Regions from separate parts of the Ovis aries genome. Here region 2 is linked to region 1. Evidence: chromatin contacts called from public Hi-C data. All regions are on one chromosome and are shown on one strand. The core of a region is the stretch at or near the end of the contact, and the rest is flanking DNA. Distances in the headings are between cores, read along the strand shown.

Region 1 (2,867 bases), core at 148-2,647:
ACTAACAATGAGAGAACAATGGAAGGCAGTAAGTGATTCAGAATAAAATGAGTAGCGCAGGCAATAACTGCTGTTCAAGTTCACAGGAGAGAGAGCACTCTGGGAGCTGGGTGGTGGGGGCTGGGGGAAGTGCAATTTCATGTGGGCTTTGAAGGCGGGATAGGATTGTTTACCAAGATGTGGGGGAGGGCACTGAATGTGTGTCTGCATGGGTAGGGGGCTAGGGGGCGGCTGCATCGATGCAGAACTGCATGGGGATTAGGGATAGCATTTATTGAGCACTTTTTATGCACTGGCTACACAATTCAATTCATGTAAATGTGTATAATCCTAGGAATTAGATAAAAGATCACTGATAACTGTTTGGTTGAGAGAGGGAAACTGAAGTACAGAGAGGTAAATTGCCCAAGGTGACACAGCAAGTAAATGGGATAATTATTAGTAGTATCCCAGAGTCGTCAAACACTTGGCTATTCTACCTTTGAAAGAGAGGAATTTGTGCCTCAGGCGAGGGAGCTGGCCTGGCACTAAACACAATCATTTTGCAAACACAAGACCCTCTAGGCTGAACTCCCAAAGAAGTTCGGTATGGATTGGTGGTTTAGTTGCGAAATCGTGTCCGAATCTTGGGATACCAAGAAATGTAACCTGCCAGACTCCACTGTCCTGGGATTCTCCAAGCAAGAATACTGGAGCGGGTTGCCATTTCCTTCTCGATCTTTCCGTCCCAGGAATTCAACCTGGTCTCCTGCATTTGCAGGCAGATTCTTCACTGACTTAAGAGGGAAGATTTCTGCATGGATTAATGAAGCCTTTTACTGAGTGCTATCATCTCCTTCTTACCTCCTTGAAGACAGGAACTTGAGGTCTCAGGCTACAGTCATCACCAGAACTCCAGTTTTACCCTTAATGTTACTGTGCGGAGGATTTAACAAAACACCGACAGAGAACGAGTGAGCTGCTGAATCGATCCTTGTTTGTTGTTGTTCTTTATTAATTAGCACTTTGAGAGCATCAGGCCCTAAGGTGGATGCTGTCTGTGCAAAGCTACCTGGCTCTGAGGCCAGGTGGGGGAAAACCAGACCTGGAAAGGTCGGCAGGAAAATGGCTGGCAGCCAACATCAGAAGGTGTTTCCCAGGCAAGGTGCCTGTTTTTTTTTTTTTTTTTCTGGCTATTTCCCTGTTTGTGAGTTTTCAATAGATACTAAACCAACACAAAGTGGATTTTGAAAAGGTCTTTTTCCTGTTTTCTTGCCCAAAGAAAAGCAAATCCCAGTCTATAGGTAGGAAGCAGCAGGGAAGAGGGGGCCCTGTTTCTGCTAGCAGCCCTTGTCCAATTCTTGGGCCCCTCCACAGCCTGATGGGCGTTTAAGTGGCAGGACTCTCGGCCAAGCGCAGGTTGGAAACAGCTGCTCCGTCGCAGGGCGGGAGGACGGAAAGAGGTCTGGGGAAGCTTCTTTTCCTCCATCTTTTCCTCCAGCTAGAGTACGATTGAGCTTGAAGGCGTGGCAGGAGAAAGGGGAGACGGAGAGCCTGGAGAGGGAGTGGCCGGAGGCTAGATAGAGAAACATCGGAGCACAGCAGGAGGGAGAACGGCCGGGCAAAGTAGGAAAAGAAGCCTTGTCTAGGACGGAAGTGGAGAGTAGGGCTGTGGCTACAAAGGTGGAGAAGATGCCGTCTTGGCCCTGCCCAAGTCTGCTATTTCAGGGAGGTCTGGAGGAGAGGCGAAGAGTAGGTCACACCCAGCGGACCTCCCAAAGCCCAGGGGCTTATCACTAGACAGGCTCGTCCATTCCCCCAAGAACTCAGCGAGGGCCGGCTAAACGCCTACTAGGTGCCCGGTGTCCAAGGAAGCGCCCTGGAGAACCGGGGCGCAGGAGGCGGAGTCGGTCCAAACGGCTTCGCGGAGGAGCGAATTCCGTAGTCGGCTGTGCCGGAGGGTAGCGGTGCACGCGTGCGGGCCGGGCGAGCGCAGAACGCGAGGCAGGCCGGGGAGGAGGGGAAGGAGGCGGGGATTGAGCCCGGGGGAGGGAGGGGGGCCGAGGCACCGAAAGGGGGAGTGGGAGGTGTGAAGAGTGCAGGCGGCTGGGGGGCGGGGAGGCCGGAGAGGGGAGGCGGCCGGCGGGGTGGCCGAGGGCGTGAAGTGGGGGGCCGGCGAGGGGCCGAGCCGGGCGGGAGCGGGGAGGCGGCGGCGAGGGGGAGGAGAGAGGGAGGGGAAGAAGGAGGAAGCGAGCGCGGCTGCTGCAGGGGGAGGAAGATAGGGAGGAGGAGCCGTGCGCGGCGGCCGTGGCGGCCGCCGGGGGAGCCGAGCGCCGGGGCGCGGGGAGCCGAGCGGGCGCCCAGTCGGGGCCGAGGGCCGACTGCCGGTGAGTGGAGCCCCGCAGGGCGCGGCGACCCGTCCCTGGGGCCGGGCGGGAGGCGCGGGAAGCTGCGGCGCCGGGGCGGAGGGAGGGGGCCGGCCGGAGCCCAGCCCCCGGCTGGCCCGGCCTCCCGCCCGCCTTTCCTCCCTCCCTCCTGGCTTCCTCCCGCCGCTGCCCGCGCGAGGGGGGCAGGTCCCGGGCGAGCCGCGGGCTGGGGGAGGTGCTGCCCGGAGGGCGGGCGTCTGGGGCCGGGGGGTGGAGCTGGGGGCTCGGGGGTGTACCCGGGGGCGGGAGGCTGGCCCGGGACGGCTCTAAATTGGCTCGGAGGGGCCCGTCGGCGGCGAAGTTGCTCGCTGGGGGCAGAGACGGCCACGCGGTTGCAGGAGTAAGCGATCCCCCTGTGGCGAGTGCGTGAGACGAGGAGTCCGGCGTCCCCGCCAGCCCCGTCGCCCTCCCCGCCGGCCCGGCCCCGCCAGCTCCCCTCCTGGCCGCCGCGTGTTCCCTCAC
Region 2 (2,867 bases), core at 220-2,719, 82 kb before region 1:
TTACTTGAGAAGAATTTGGGCTTCCCTGGTGGCTCAGACGATAAAGCGCCCACCTGCAATGCAGGAGACCCAGGTTTGATCCCTGGGTTGGGAAGATGCCCTGGAGAAGGAAATGGCAACCCACTCCAGTATTCTTGCCTGGAGAATCCCATGGACAGAGGACAAAGAAATTTGCATAGGTAGCCCCAAGCAAATTCCTCTTTTCAACTTCTACTAATTAGATGAAGCTAAAGCCTGCAGTGGATTCTTTCTTATGTCTTTTACCAGAGATTCACAAGGATGTGGAATTGGGGGGATGGATTCTGGGATTATCATTTTTGCAGATTTGCTTTCCTAATTTTTGTGGAAAATAGCAGGCAGTGCCCAGGGATGTCACTGAGTGTCACAGGAAAGGGGCACAGGCTTTACAATTCCCATGACTAATCCCTAGAGGAGGCAGTCCTCTCCCATAGATATTTGAATAGTGACTGAATTCAAGTTACCAGCTAAATTGCAGGACTCTTCCATTCAGGAACCTTACCTAAACACCTTTTGTGAGATTTTTTTAAAGAGATAAAATTATCTTCAGGTTGTTTTTTTTTTTTTTTTTTCCGTCTCTTCTTCTTATTCATGAACATATAATCAGTGCCAGGCTTGTTGCAGGGAAGAAAGTGAGCTGTGAGAGGTTGGTCACATCCCAGGTCTCAGGTGAATCCCTGGGATGGCTGCCAAGGGTTCGTTCTTGGCTTTGTGCAGGAAAGAATTCAAGAGAGCACCTTAGTAAAGAGAAATAAGTTTATTCAGGGAGATACATACTCCACAGAGTGTGGACCATCTCTGAAGGCAAGAGGCACCAGGGTATGGTATTGTCAGTTTTTATAGGAGTGGGTAATTTCATAGCCTAATGAGTGGGAGGAGTATTCAGCTATTTAGGGGAAACGGTGGGGATTTCCAGGAACTGGGCCACTGCCCACTTTTTGACCTTTGTGGTTGACCTTGGAAACTGTCATGCCATCTGTTGGTATGTCATTTAGCTTGCTGATGTGTTACAATGAACTGAGGTTCAACGTCTAGTGGAAATTGGACCTAATCGGTTCTAACCAGTTTATGTCGTGTCTTCAGGTTATATCTATTCTATTAAAAGTTATACCCTTCCCCCTTCCTGTCTCAAGGCCAAAGGTTACCCAAGTTTAAATATTCTGCACTGATTCAACACCTGGGGTCGTATACTGGAACCACATCCAGGAGAGGTGGCCAGGAGACTGAATGCATCCCAAAGACATATTTTTGCTCAGCATGCTCAATATTTCAGGATCATTTTTTGGCAATTTGAAAGTATTTATTAAAAAACAAGGAGATTTTGCATTTTTAAAGCATCAGCTCTTTTAGTTTCTCTTGAAAAATGTGGAAGCTCTGCCAACTCTAGGCACGCAGTCTGACCTGAATCCTCACAGGGCTGGAGCTGAAGAGTGACTGCCCTGCATGACAGAGCATGCACCCCTTCTCTCACCTCTGATCCACCACTTCCTCTTCTCCGCCAGGCACAGAGGCAGGCTGTCATTTGTGCTATTTCATAATTCAGATGACTATGCGCTCTCTAGTTTGCCACAAAGACTAGCGCACAACACCCATTAGATTTATTTCAGTTGCCTACCTGGCTCCTGCTATCACTAGGTCTGTGTCTCTGACCCCTACTCTAAGGACACAAGGCTGGTCTTAGACATGGACAGGGTTTGTAGCTGCCAGCACCAATCCATGAGACAGGTTGCCAATACAAAGGCCCTATGCCTCAAAAATAGCTTTTCAGGGACCTACCTGCCTGAAATTCACACTATCATTCACTTCTTAGGTTAAAGAACATAGCCTTCCCCTTTCAAAATGAAAGCATGTGAAGTTGGGAGGGACAGCCTATTCTGCTGGTTTCCAGGAACACGAAGGGGAGAGGGTCTGTAGCAGAAGGATTTTGGAAGGGGTGTTTAGGATGGCTAACATTGTTCAAGTCACTTAGCTAGTCTCCAGCAAAAGGAAGAGAGAGCATGTAGAGAATAAGTCACAGCATGAGTAAACTTTGCTGAGAGGAGGCCAAGAAGAAGGGCTCAGCAGAGCCTGAGGACACACCCAGGGTGGCAGGCGCTGGTGGCCCTGTGGGTGGAGGAGGAATGAGAGTGCAGAAAAACATCTGCCTTTTGTGGCCAGTGGGTCCTTCAGAGAAAGAATGAATTCGTTCTTTAGAAAAGATGGCTGGGTTGGCTGTAACTCACAGGTGGTGTGAAGGCTGGAGCTCTATAAACAGATCCTCTCGCAGTTACCAGAAGCTATTTTTGATCCTCGCAACATCATATGCCGGGCAGACAGTGCCCCTGTTGGAAAGCAGAGTCAAGCGACAGGGAGAGAGTTTCTGTGTGTTTTTTTTTTTTCCATTCCAGCACACCCTGAGCCACCCCTTCACCCTTCCCATCCTGCAAGCCTGGCATCTACTAGCAGCAACCCCTCCCCAGCTCCCCGGAGCCCAGAGTGGTCTGTGGAAAGCCAGGTGGGATCCAGTGGCCAGGCAGCTGCCCAAACTATCCTGTCCACCACTCCCAGCCAGCTGGGTTCCAGGACTCTCCTGCTTCCATGGCTTCTCCCCTGTCACAGGCCTCAGGCATAGGCAGCTCTTTCTTGCTTCTCTCTCTCTCTCTCTCTCTTTTTTTTTTTTGACTGCACTTCACAGCATGTGGAATTTTAGTTCCCAGACCTGTGATTGAACCCATGCCTCCTGCAGTGGAAACGTGGATTCTTAATCACGGGACCACCAGGGAAGTCCCTTTCTTGCTTCTCTGACCTGGCTTTGCTCTCAGGACTTCAATTAGAAGAGGCTCAGAAATTCAGGGAAATGGCAGTTTTGA

What was found. Hi-C and Micro-C count contacts between places; a contact is called where the count stands out from the background.
Region 2: a Hi-C map of blood shows a contact between it and region 1, with 2.5 times the contacts expected there. The contact joins the enhancer-like site here to the promoter of TMEM164 in region 1. A contact is called at or near these places in 2 of 16 Hi-C or Micro-C datasets (both in blood).

Annotation. Positions count from the first base shown.
Region 1 is chrX:125,271,081-125,273,947 of ARS-UI_Ramb_v3.0, reverse strand. TMEM164 (transmembrane protein 164) reads left to right here and starts at 1,397. Exons shown (of 6, transcript XM_060408068.1): 1 at 1,397-1,731. The coding sequence starts at 1,672.
Region 2 is chrX:125,353,018-125,355,884 of ARS-UI_Ramb_v3.0, reverse strand. No RefSeq gene overlaps it. Among named protein-coding and RNA genes, the nearest start is that of TMEM164, 82 kb to the right of the region's middle. Within about 2 kb of position 1,469, at least 4 of the 54 cell types and tissues checked have an H3K27ac peak or open chromatin away from gene starts, as enhancers often do.